Regions from separate parts of the Sus scrofa genome. Here region 2 is linked to region 1. The links are chromatin contacts, called in public HiChIP or PLAC-seq maps. All regions are on one chromosome and are shown on one strand. The core of a region is the stretch at or near the end of the contact, and the rest is flanking DNA. Distances in the headings are between cores, read along the strand shown.

Region 1 (5,966 bases), core at 1,914-4,413:
TGGGCTGGGAGTCCTGACACCTGAGTCCAACCCCATTTGGGGGGCCCTTCAAAAGCCTAGCAAGTCACATGATCTCCTGGGCCTCAGTGTCCACTCCTATAAAACTGTGTGTGTGTGTGTGTGTGTTAAGAGTTTGGGGGATTTCTTAAGAATCACCCTGCAGAACAGGGGTTGTGGGGGGCCACAGCCCCTTTTCTTGAGCTGGGTCTCAGCTGCAAGCAGTGTGCAGCAGGGCCAGGCAGAGGGGGAGGCTGGCAGCTGCAGCAGCTTCACTCTGTAGCCAGTCTTCCCTGGAGCATTAGAACCAAGATATCTGGGCAGCACATGCCTTTCCAGTCTTACCCTGAACTTAGGCAAGGGGCTGGAGCCTGGGGAACCAGGAGCGTGCTGGCGAGCGGAGAAGCTACTGGTTCACATTGGCTGGTTTAGAATCGAAGACAAGTAGAAAGTGCGAGGGAGGAGGGGAGTGCCAGTGATGCTGTTCTCCCGCTTCCTTAGCCGTCAGCAGAGCTGAGCGGGTGCGTGTGTCTGGTGGATTGCGTAGTGTGTCTGTGAGTGTCAGAGAGAGGCGCACAGTGATGGGCAGCTTGGGGTATGTGTACGTTTGCCAGATAAAACAAATCTAGCAAAATGTGAGTTTATCTGGACTCAAGCAAAACATTAATCTCCAAGCCTCCCCCCCACCCCCCCCTTTTTTTTTCTGGTGGGCTCTAGCACCTAAGAAATTCTGCTTCCAGGACCACCACTCCCTGTTCAATTTCCTGACCATGGTTTGAGAACGGGACCTTTTCTCTTTTTTCCGAGGACAGATTATTTATACTGATCCAGCACACCGGGTAGATCCTATTGGTCTGAGGCCCCAGGAAGGGGGGGTGGGGGGGCAGTGGACGTGCTGTCATGGAATATGAGCAGCCAGAACTGCCTTCCATTCTCTTCTGCTCTTAGCCAGATGGCCGGACAGGACGGAGAACTCTATCATGAGGATTCGGCGACAAGGGTGCACCTGGCCCTGCTCTGTCATGTTGTAGGGGCCTGAGTCCCTGCCCCTCTCTGGACCTCTGTTGCTCCACCCGTGGAATACACTAGATTGGAGGCTGCTGTTGCGTGAAAGGGAGCTCTCACTCACACTCGCATGACCCTGCTGAGACATAGCCTGCAGGGGTGACAATCCGCTCCCACCTTGCTCTCAGCCCTTACCCACGGGGAACCTCATTCATCACAGTGATTGCAGAGGGTTGGATAGCAGTGGTGACCCTGTCAAGGGCTAGACCAGGGATGAGATCCAGGTGGGAGACCACACCACCCCTCACCCATTTCTCTCTCCCCAAGAATCTGCAAAGTGCCGGCAATACCCTCCTTTGTAAGTCGCTTAGAGTGATATGGCTACTTCTACGCATTAGATGTTCTCAGCCTCAGTTTTACAGAGACAGAAACAGAGGGACAAGGAGTTATAGAAACGCATTCCAGAGCGGTCAGTAGTGAGGCCAGGACTGGGATCCCGGGTCTTTGCTTTTAGCTACTATTCAGATCGGGAAACTGAGGCTGGGAGGCGGAAGTAACTGGCTGACCGTCCTACAGCCTATGACAGCTGAGGGCAGCTGGGTCTCCAGCCTCGAAGGCCTGAACTTTGACCACTTCGGGGCGCTGTCGGGGCAGCAGCCCGTCCATCGGCTCGGTTCTTACCCGCGTCCAGTGCCCAGCTCCCCTGTTACCCCCTGCGGTTAAGATGGGCCCAGTCTGATCTGGAGCTACTGGTTGCTGGGTTCCTGGAGGGGGGCCAGGGGAGAAGGAGGCCTAATGGGATGGGCAGGAACCCAGCTGGCGAGAAAAAGGGGCACAGGACCAACATTGTGTGCACAGAATCCTGAAAGATGAAGGCAACCCTGGCTTGCGGTTGAGGTCAGGGTAATTGGCCGAGTTTTCGGTTGGGGGTCCTACTGCCAGTCGGTAGAGCCCGCAAGTCCGGCCAGAAAAGGGGTGGGGCGGAGGGCGGGGGGTCATGCAGCGCGAGTAAGCGTGGGAGAAATGGAGAAACTGAGCGAGGGATTCTCAGACCCACGAACAGACATCGACACAAACACAGGGTTTTCACGGGAAACAAGAGGCAGAGATTCACCAAGCGCGAGAGAGACAGGCTGAGCGAGACAAACGGATACTGAGACAGAGCAAGGTCGGATACCGGCAAACTCAGGGTGCTGGGCCGGTGCACGCTTTCGAAATGCGAGCGAAGCGCCCCAGAAAAGCTTGGGGAAGCCGGCGACGGGCAGGCGGCGCGCTGCTTGGCTCTCCCCGCAAACACTCCCGCGTGGCGAGGGGATGGGTGGCGGGGTCCCGGCCTTGGAGGGGAGGAGAGGGGCGCAGCCGGAATCGCTCACCTCTCCGAGGCCCGAGGCAGAGGACGCCAAGTTCGCTCCTCGCGATCACTCAAGCGCGTCTCCCCTTGGGCCGGAAGCCGCTCGGGCTCGGGTCGGCCCCGCTCGGGCGGCGTTGGTCCGGGCGTCTCAGGCTCCGCTGGCGAGCCAAGTGCGCTTCGGCCTCGGTGGCCGGAGAGCTGCCTTGGGGCGATGATGGGTGGGGCTGTCGCTCCTGCTCCCGGCTCCGGCTGGCGTCCGCGTAAACCTTAACATCCAGGGCTGAGCGCACGGAAGACCGCTGCTCCAGGAAGTGGAGGGTTTGCGGGATCTGCGGGGGGAACCGGGAGCCGCCTCGAGCCCCCGGAGCCGCGCTCCCGCCGCGGCGGCTGTTTGTTCCCGCCGGGCCGCTCGGCCCCGGCACTCCGCCCGCCGGCGCCCCGCCCCGCCCCGCCCCGCCCGGCTCAGGGAGCTCCGCCCCGGGCTCGCGCTCTTCCGCCTTAGGCTGCCGCCGGGCGGGAGGAACGAGTCTTCCGACCCCCCCGCCCCCCATCCCGAGGTAGCGGCGGGGGTTTGGGGGGGGGAGGCGGTAGACTGGGGGCCGAGACTGGTAGGGTAAGGGGAGGCCCCAGCCCCTTCCGCCCGCGCCCCGGGCGGAGGCCCCCCGTTCCGGCTCCCGGGGCCGCGGAGAGCGCGGCCGGTCGGGGGCTCGCCGAGAGTTGAGAGCCTCCGAGTGGGCCACGAGGGGGCGCTGCGGAGCCGGGGGACACCCCTCCCCGCCCGCCTCAGTCCCCCGCCCCCTCCCCGCCCGCGCGCAAAACACACTCGTCCCAGAGGCAGCGCGGCGGCGCCCGAGCCGTGGCCGGAGCGGAGCCGGAGAACGGCGGTGGCGGCAGCGGCATCATGACCCTGGGCAGCTGCTGCTGCGAGATCATGTCCTCCGAGAGCTCCCCGGCCGCGCTGTCCGAGGCCGACGCAGACATAGACGTGGTGGGCGGCGGCGGCAGCGGCGGGGGGGAGCTCCCTGCCCGCTCCGGGCCCCGCACCCCCCGGGACGTGCTCCCCCACCGCCCCGAGCCTCCCCCGGAGGAAGCCGAGGCGGACGCCGCCGAGGACGAGGAAGAGTCCGGCGGCTGCTCGGACGGCGAGCCCCGCGCTCTAGCGCCCCGAGGGGCGGCGGCCGCGGCGGGAAGCCCGGGGCCAGTCGCGGCAGCAGCCCGGGGCGCGGCGGGGCCCGGGCCGGGCCCGCCGTCGGGGGGCGCGGCGACCCGGAGCCCGCTGGTGAAGCCGCCCTACTCGTACATCGCGCTCATCACCATGGCCATCCTTCAGAGCCCCAAGAAGCGCCTGACGCTGAGCGAGATCTGCGAGTTCATCAGCGGCCGCTTCCCCTACTACCGGGAGAAATTCCCCGCCTGGCAGAACAGCATCCGCCACAACCTTTCGCTCAACGACTGCTTCGTCAAGATTCCCCGCGAGCCGGGCAACCCGGGCAAGGGCAACTACTGGACGCTCGACCCGGAGTCGGCCGACATGTTCGACAACGGCAGCTTCCTGCGGCGCCGCAAGCGCTTCAAGCGGCAGCCGCTGCCGCCGCCGCATCCACACGCGCACCCTCACTCGGAGCTGCTGTTGCGCGGCGGGGCTGCGGCGGCGGGGGACCCCGGCGCCTTCCTGCCGGGCTTCGCGGCTTACGGCGCCTACGGCTACGGCTACGGGCTGGCGCTCCCGGCCTACAGTGCACCCCCGCCGGGCCCGACCCCGCACCCGCATCCGCACCCGCACCCCTTCGCTTTCGCCGCCGCCGCCCCTTGCCAGATGTCGGTGCCCCCGGGCCGGGCTGCGGCGCCTCCACCCGGACCTCCGACGGCCTCCGTGTTCGCCGGCGCGGCGTCGGCTCCGGCCCCCGCGCCTGCCCCAGGTACGGGGTCGGGCCCGGGCCCCGCAGGCCTGCCGGCCTTCCTGGGCGCGGAGCTGGGCTGCACCAAAGCCTTCTACCCCGCGTCCCTGAGCCCTCCCGCAGCAGGCACCGCACTCCTGCGCCAGGGGCTCAAGACGGACGCGGGCGGCGGGGGCGCTGGGGCCGGGCAGAGGCCTTCCTTCTCTATAGACCACATCATGGGCCACGGCGGCGGCGGCGGGGCGGCACCCCCGGGCGGAGGCGAGGGCTCTCCGGGATCGCCGTTCTCGGCTGCGGCGGGTCCTGGGGGTCAAGCCCAGGTCCTGGCCATGCTGACTGCCCCGGCCCTGGCTCCAGTGGCCGGCCACATCCGCCTCTCGCACCACGGGGACGCGCTCCTGTCCTCAGGGCCCCCGTTCGCCGGCAAAGTCGCCGGCCTCAGTGGCTGCCACTTTTGACCGTGTCGGGATCCGGGCCACTTAAGCCCGCACTCCTCCGTCTCTCCCGGGAGCTCCTGCGGTCCCAGCGGAACTCAGGGAGTCTATTTATGAAGAGTCTCCAGACCTTGGGCCAACGCGCGTGACTTGGCACTTCGGGCTCCACGCTCAGAATCTCTCCGATGTTGGGACAAAGCGGACTCCATCGCTCAGGGAGAGAGGCCTGGGTCTGTGCGACGAGGCCACGATCCTAAGGCCGTTTGAGCCGTAGAAGGGGGAGGGGGAAGTCTTCGCTTTTTCTCAGTCTCTGCGCCTCGCGGCGGTCCCAGAAGAAGGCTTTTCTGGAGAGATGCCTGCCTGGGGCCTTGAAGATCCCGCCACAAACACCAACTGCCCGGGGAGAGGTCTCCCTTGCTGCCTCTCCCTCTCTCCTTCCCCAACTTTGAGGCCCTGATCGTCCAATATTTTAATTTAAAGACACCTAGTATCTGCTTTGTGCTTAAAAGGAAAATTCAACTCTTTTTTTTTTTTTCCTGGACGTTCTCCAAGGAAGTTTGTTCTCAGAAACCTAAAGCAATGTCTGCACAGGCGAAGCTAAACAGAGAGCTGAAGCGAGGGGTCTCGACCATCCGTGCACAATCCTGGGATCCCACTCCACTGAGGAAAAGCCTCCCTCTTTTGTGTTGGGGTGCTTTGGAAGGAACTTTACCCCTTTCTGGTGGCCGGCTGGGTCCAGCCATCCAGGGCCAGCAGCCCTCTCCGCGGTCTGCTGTGTCCCAGGCCCTGGGATATTTATTGTAGCTAAAAGTCAATGAGGTTGGGGTGGGAGAGGAGGGTCTGGGTCAGGGGCTGGAGAGGTGGGGGTGGGGTGGCCCAGGGCACATCCTGTGGCAGGGGGTCCTGTAATTATGTGTAAATATCTGTACAGCGGGCTGCTCTGGGGGTTCTCTGTCCACTGGGTGTGCATTGATTTAGACTGCTCTGCTTGGGGAGACTGTGGAATCGTCCGATGGTTTGTGTGGAAGAAGAGAGAAACCTGTCTCCCCCACGTCCCCATCGGTGTCAATTGAATAAATGTACGTGAACTCCAGCAGTCACCAGCTCTGTCTGCTTGTATGCGCTCCTCTGTCCCAGAATACCCCCCAGCTCCTAGGCAGAGTGGAGTGAGGAAGGGCCCTGAGCAGCCCAGGCAGGCAGAGGAGGGCTTGGGCTTGTCAGGTACAGGGGACACTGTGGCCTTGGCCTTTGGCTGTTAATGGGGCCAGGATTCTGGGAATC
Region 2 (6,340 bases), core at 1,363-3,862, 83 kb before region 1:
TTCACAAGGGACATAGATAGGTATACTCTGGGAATACATTGAATACATGCCCCAAAGATCTAATGTACTTGAGAAATAAACACACATGGGTAGGAGTGGATTTTGAGGATAGCTCTTGTTATATATCTTTCTGAGATCAGTCTTCTAGTCTGTAACAGAACTTACTTTGAAGGGATTTATGAGTATGGAACTTTAATTTAAACTCAGAAAAGGATTAGTACTGTATAGAAAGAAAGCATGTTTTGAAATTATGCATGCTAAGTTTGAATTTGACTTTGCTACCTACTGTTTATGTGGCCTTGAACAAAGTACTTTCACTTCCTGGCTGTTTTCCCATCTGAAAATGAGAGTACTAACTTCAGAGCATTATGAGGATTTTATAAGGCAAGGCTGATGTTCAGCCAACACACAACTGGTAAGGTTGTATTGGTGGAGAAAAGTGAATTATTTCCACATGAGTTGGATAGTTACTCCCCTGAGAACTCTGGGTGTCCTTTTCCTCTCTTCTGGGACACCTAGGACGTCTTCATGACCCAGCAATTAACAGGATTGATGCCCCACACAACAAATACTGGCTCAGAAATCTCTACAAATATTCTCATTGTTCTAATTATTTAAAACTTTGACTATCGTCCAAGAAATAAGTAATGTAAGTTAAATGCTTGGCACACAGAGGATATTCACTAGGTGCTAATCAAATTTATTCACTATGGAATCCATCTATGGGTTTAGGTAGGGAGTGGCCCTCTACTAGATGACAGCTATTTATTCAATACATATTTATTGAGACATACTGAAAGTCTGATTGTTTGCATCTTGGTGGAACTCATGGCTTTTCTGTCACCTTCAAGGAGTAGGAGCACTAAAATGAGGCCAAAGCAAAGTTAATTCTTTGGGGACAAATTCGGACCAAGATGCTAGGAGTCAGGCCTTTCACCACAGACAAGCAGAGGGATTAAATGTTTGAGCATCAGTGTAGCATGGTGTTTCTGATGAATCCTGGCCTCCCTGGCTTGGCTCCAAGGGATTGCCCGGTGTCCTCCCTTCCTCTTCTCCTAAGGTGATAGTTCCCTTTCTTTACTGAGAAAATAAAGTTATCAGATAGGAAAACCCTTCCTACCTTCAAAACTTCCTGTAACTCTGCCCTTCTTGTAATTCCTGTTACAAATGAACGTCTTCCTCTGTACGACCTTGTACAAGATCTCAGGCCCTCCATGTGCCCTTTGGATCTGCTCATCTGATTTTTCTTCTCAAGGAGTTACCTCTCTCCCTTTGTATCACATCATCCCTAGCAGCTTAAACACAAGCTCCAGTACAGCATTGACCAACACAACTTTTTGTGATGAAAGAAAAGTTCTGCAGGTGCACCGTCCCATACAATTTCCACATGTGACCACTGAACGCTTGAAATGCTGTTAGTGTGACTGAAGAACTGAATGTTTGTTTTAAATGTAATTAATTTAAATAGCCACATGTGGCTAGGGCCTACCACATGAGACAGCATGGCTCCTTCTCCCATCCTAAATAAAACTTTGCCTTGATTCTTACTCTCTTGTTTTCATTTTCTCGTCTCCTATCGCTTCCATTTTCAATAGGGCTTCAAATTAGATAGACATAGTGTATGATCTGCTTTGGACAAAAATGCAGAGTTCCTAAGTCCAAAGTCTCTTTGTTGCCAAATCCAAGTTATCCATACTCACCTGCTCTCTCTCTCTCTCTCTCTCTCTCTGCTTTTTAGGGCCGCACCTGCGCATTATGGAAGTTCCCAGGCTAGGGGTAGAATCAGACCACAGCCACAACAACTAGGGAACTCGGGATCCAAGCCGCATCTGCAACATACACCATGGCTAATGACAACATCGTTTACTTAACCCATTGGTGGAGACCAGGGATTGAACCCACATCTTCATGGATACGAGTAGGATTCGTTTCTGCGCCACAAAGGGAACTCCCCGTACTTACCTGCTTTTAAAACAATGTTCACTATGTGAACTGGAGTCTACACCACTACAATCCCCAGGTCCAGCAAGAACCACATGCTTCTGGTTTTCCTCTGATCTTTCCGGCTCTGCTTTCCAGACTCCTGAAGAAGGCTCCTTCTCCTCTTTTAAAGATCTAGTCACTAAGACTCATTTCTTGGACTCCTTTTCTTTTCCCCGAATGCACGGGGCAGGGAAGTGGAGTTATAGTTCAAAGGGCTTCCCATAGCCAAGAGAACATAATCCAGACTTCTTGCAGTCATCAAAGGGCCTGATCTGCCATCAGCCGGGTACTGGCCTTTCTTAAGAGTTTCTTTAGGGGTTTGGCACACGCCTCTTCTCTCTCTGTGAGACACTCAGTTCCGTCTTTGCCTAGCTCTGCTCCTTCCCATCCTCAAGTCTTGGCTCATATATCACCTCTTCAGACTGCAATCATCTCGTTATTCCTCCGTTTTGTTCCTTCAAAGCCGATACTTCTATTTGTATTTATTTACTGATTCATGTGATGACTGCTTGCCCCGTGGAAATTCAACTTCGAGCTGGGACAATGGATCTTACCTCCCCGTGGGTGACGTCCCGGAAGCCAACTCAGGCCAGACACAACCAGGCGCAGGACAAACGGCCCGCGGACTGAGCGCACCAATCAGCCAGCAGAGGGGCGGGGAGAACGCGGGCTGACGGGAATGCTGGGCGCCGCGGGGCGGCCCACGGACGCATAGCGGAAGCCCCGCCCCTTCCGGCCGCGGCGCGGACGCCGCGCAGCCACGGCGGCGGGGCCTCGGCGGGCGCCGGCTCAGCCCGCCCCCTTCTCCGCGCCCCGCCCCGCGTCTACGCCTGCCGGGCTGCTGTCAGCTCCCTCGGCGTGCCACCAAGCCGAGGTGCATGCTGAGCCGCTGCGGCTGCCGGCTGCTGCACGTCCTAGGCCTTAGCTTCCCGCTCCTGACCCGCCGGCCGCTTTTCCTCTGTCCGCACCGCCTCATGAGGCCGAAGGTCGTGTTCGTCCTCGGAGGTCCCGGCGCCGGCAAGGGGACCCAGTGCGCCCGTATCGTCGAGGTGAGGCCCGGACAGCCGGCGGGGTCCCTGGGCTTGACCGGACGCCGGGCCGGTCAGTACCGCTGCGCGCGGCCGTCTGACCTCCCCTGAGCCGCGGACTACGAGTCCCGGTGACCTGCGCAGCGCCGGCGTGGCGGTGGTCGAGGGTCCGCCGGCGCGCGGCATGTCGGGACTGGTAGTCCGCATCCGCCAGCCTGGGGGCGGCTAGAATGGAGGGGGTCCGTTTGGGGTCGCTTTGTTCCTGCGCCCTCTTTCCTTACATTTTGGGGACTAGATTCATCTCGAGAATGGTCTGGGAGAGGGATCCCGGGAGGGTCCGCTTCGAGGGACCCCGAGCGCGCAGAGGTCAGTGTGTCGCCGGTTGTGGGATGGGTGGAGGCGGCACCAGCGTCGATGTGGCTTCGAGGCCGGGTGCGCCCGGCGTTACCTGAAACGGAGACTGGTTTTTCCACCCCACCCCTTCCCGCAGGCCCTCTAAAGTCCTAATCGTCAACTAACTGGTCTTTACCCTGGACAGGAGCCCCGGAGGACACGGCGTTACGTTAGGTGTTCTTCGATCTGCTGCTTGTAGCACTTTCTGAACCCATCACTAGCAGCCCCGAGGCTCAGGTAGTTGTAGAGGTTCGTGTAGAGAGGTTCGTGTAGTTGGAAAAGCCGTAGAGTATGAGATCAAACTTCAACCTTTGGCCCGGCTGCCAACTCACACGTAGTCCGTGGCCAGGTCACTTCCTCTCTCCTAGTCCTAGTTGTCCCCTCCAAAACAATGGAGGCTGTGCACACAGATTTAAACTCAATATGAAATGCCTCTCAAAACTCTAAAATGGTGTTACTTTTTTTTTTTTTTCCACTCCAAAGCATAATAAAGTTTCCGGTTCAATTGTTAACAATTTTTGAACAGATACACGGTTAGCTGCAGTATGGATGAAAGGCTTATTGAAGAACCTGGGCAATGTTTGGGAGAGAAGGAAAACAGAAGGTATCTAGAAGCAAGAGGTGACCAGTGATTTGTAACATACCAAAAAATCATTCTGAGCTCCGTGACCAACAGAAGTTTTGACCCAGAACTTTTAAAATAATTTCCTCCTCTGTTCCACGATATGACTTTTTATTAGCTTTGGGATTTTACTCCTCTCCCAGGTTGGTACAATCCATCCTTGTCCTATATTTTTTCTCTAAAGAGCATTAAGAAAAAGGCAGATGGTAACATCTACTTGATCATATGTTATACAGCTGTATTTATAATTGTTAAACATTTTTAGGAATATAAGTGGAATTAATTCAACCAAAAAACATAAATATTTTTTCTCCTCATATTTGTTGGTTCTTTTCATTTAAAAAGAAAAATGACAATTGGGTGATTTCAGGGTTTTATTCTAATAACTCTTACATGTAAATAGGGTAAGGAGAAGAGACTTTAGAGTCAAACAGATAAGGGTTCAAACCCTGACTGTTCCATTTACTATCGTTTTAGTTCCAGAGAAGTTGTTACTTTTAGCTTGGGTTCCTCTCTTAAAAGGGAGAAATTGTACCTATCTAGTATGGTATTTGTGAATGTTAAATGAGGTAAAATATCTGACGTACATAGACCAAAGTGATTTCTTCCTCTATTTTAGACTTTTCTTAATTTATGAAACGGGTTATTTTTACTTTGAAGTACACTGTAGTATTACTTTTTAAAAATTGGTTTATGGCTGATGTATTTGAATGCACTTAAATATTGTATTTCTGAATCATAACATGACTTTAAAACATCCACACCCAAACTAACAATACCTATCACTGGAGTTCCCTTCGTGGCTCAGCGGTTAACGAACCCGACTAGGATCCATGAGGACGAGTGTTCGATCCCTGGCCTCGATCAGTGGGTGAAGGATCTGGTGTTGCTGTGAGCTGTGGTGTAGGTCAAGGGATTCCAAGTTGCTGTGGCTCTGACATAGGCAGCTCCAATTTGACCCCTAGCCTGGGAACCTCCATATGCTGTGGGTACGGCCCTAAAACGACAAAAATAGTAATAATAATAATGATACCTATTACTCCACCGGATTAAAAATAATCTACACATTCTGTAGTGTTTATTCTTTACTTTGTTCAATAATGGCTGATAACATTTTAAACCTGCTAATTAACAATTATAAGATTTCCATGATGAGAAATCCTATAATGTTTTATCTTGTTCTTAAAATTTCAACAATTATATGAGCTTAAACTGTTTTAAACTGTTATCTCTCAGTTTGAAATTGTAAATAATTCAGTAGTTGCTGTCTCCTAGCTGACAAAACAATGGACTATTTGTGGTCAGTTAAGCTTAGATGGTTGTTTTTTTTTCCTCTTTGTGAGTCTCTTTGCATTTTATTATACCAGCAAATGTAAGCCGAATCCCAAAAGATTGTAATTTTTGGAACTAAATCTTTTTCTGTAGGGAAAAAGTTATATAAGTCAATATAATTCAATATAATTCCCCAACTATCGTACCCCTGCTAATTTAGCTCACAGCATACCTGAAATGTGGCTGAAATAGAATTGTTTCTTTGAAAAGGTCACATTGATTTCCAGCTCAGGCTGCCAGAAGTACTTCTTTGGGCCCTCCTACAGAGCCCAAGATATCTGGTCCTTTAATGTCCTGGGACATTGCATTTATGGATGAGGGTGTCACCAGAGGGAAGTGGTGCTTGTTTTTGTTTCTGTTTTTTTCTGACTGAATTCTTCCTCTGCTTCTTGTTCTCCCAGACCTTAAGAAAGAAAGACAAGGAGTTCCCGTCGTGGCGCAGTGGTTAACGAATCCGACTAGGAACCATGAGGTTGCGGGTTCGGTCCCTGCCCTTGCTCAGTGGGTTAACGATCCGGCGTTGCCGTGAGCTGTGGTGTAGGTTGCAGACGCGGCTCGGATCCCGAGTGGCTGTGGCTCTGGTGTAGGCCGGTGGCTACGGCTCGGATTAGACCCCAGCCTGGGAATCTCCATATGCCGCGGGAGCGGCCCAAGATATAGCAAAAAAAGACCAAAAAAAAAAAAGAAGAAAGACGAGTTGATGCAGTATCTTCGGAAAGTGTTGTAAACTGGGAAGGAAAGGTTTGAGAGGTTTGAGGGAGGCTTTGAAGTTGAATTTAGTCTATGTATTTGAACTGATCTTTATCAGTTTTATTTATTTTCCAGCTAATTTCTTTTAAATCTGTGTCCTCTCATACTCCGTTTGTTTTTGAAAATTAGCCATTTTCTAAATCAGGGCAATAAATAAAGAGTTAAATGCTCAGAGTAGAGTTATTGTGAAGTAACTTGTTAGTAAAATCGTGATGGGGATACCTTGTCATTT

The links. HiChIP or PLAC-seq counts read pairs in DNA pulled down with a chosen protein or histone mark.
Region 2: an H3K27ac HiChIP or PLAC-seq map of alveolar macrophages shows a contact between it and region 1. The contact joins the promoter of STIL here to the promoter of FOXD2 in region 1. A contact is called at or near these places in 4 of 47 Hi-C or Micro-C datasets (blood, embryonic fibroblasts, epiblast stem cells and 1 more) and 1 of 2 datasets of contacts at active chromatin or transcription factors (alveolar macrophages).

The regions. Positions count from the first base shown.
Region 1 is chr6:164,111,388-164,117,353 of Sscrofa11.1, reverse strand. It overlaps FOXD2 (forkhead box protein D2), which reads left to right and starts at 3,163. Exons shown (of 1, transcript XM_021096681.1): 1 at 3,163-4,844. The coding sequence starts at 3,255. The coding sequence ends at 4,709. It overlaps LOC106507667 (a long non-coding RNA gene), which reads right to left and starts at 2,775. Exons shown (of 2, transcript XR_002345215.1): 1 at 2,376-2,775.
Region 2 is chr6:164,193,783-164,200,122 of Sscrofa11.1, reverse strand. STIL (SCL-interrupting locus protein) reads right to left here and starts at 2,612. Exons shown (of 18, transcript XM_021096689.1): 1 at 1,963-2,612; 2 at 1,701-1,829. It overlaps CMPK1 (UMP-CMP kinase), which reads left to right and starts at 2,694. Exons shown (of 6, transcript XM_003128011.6): 1 at 2,694-3,032. The coding sequence starts at 2,862.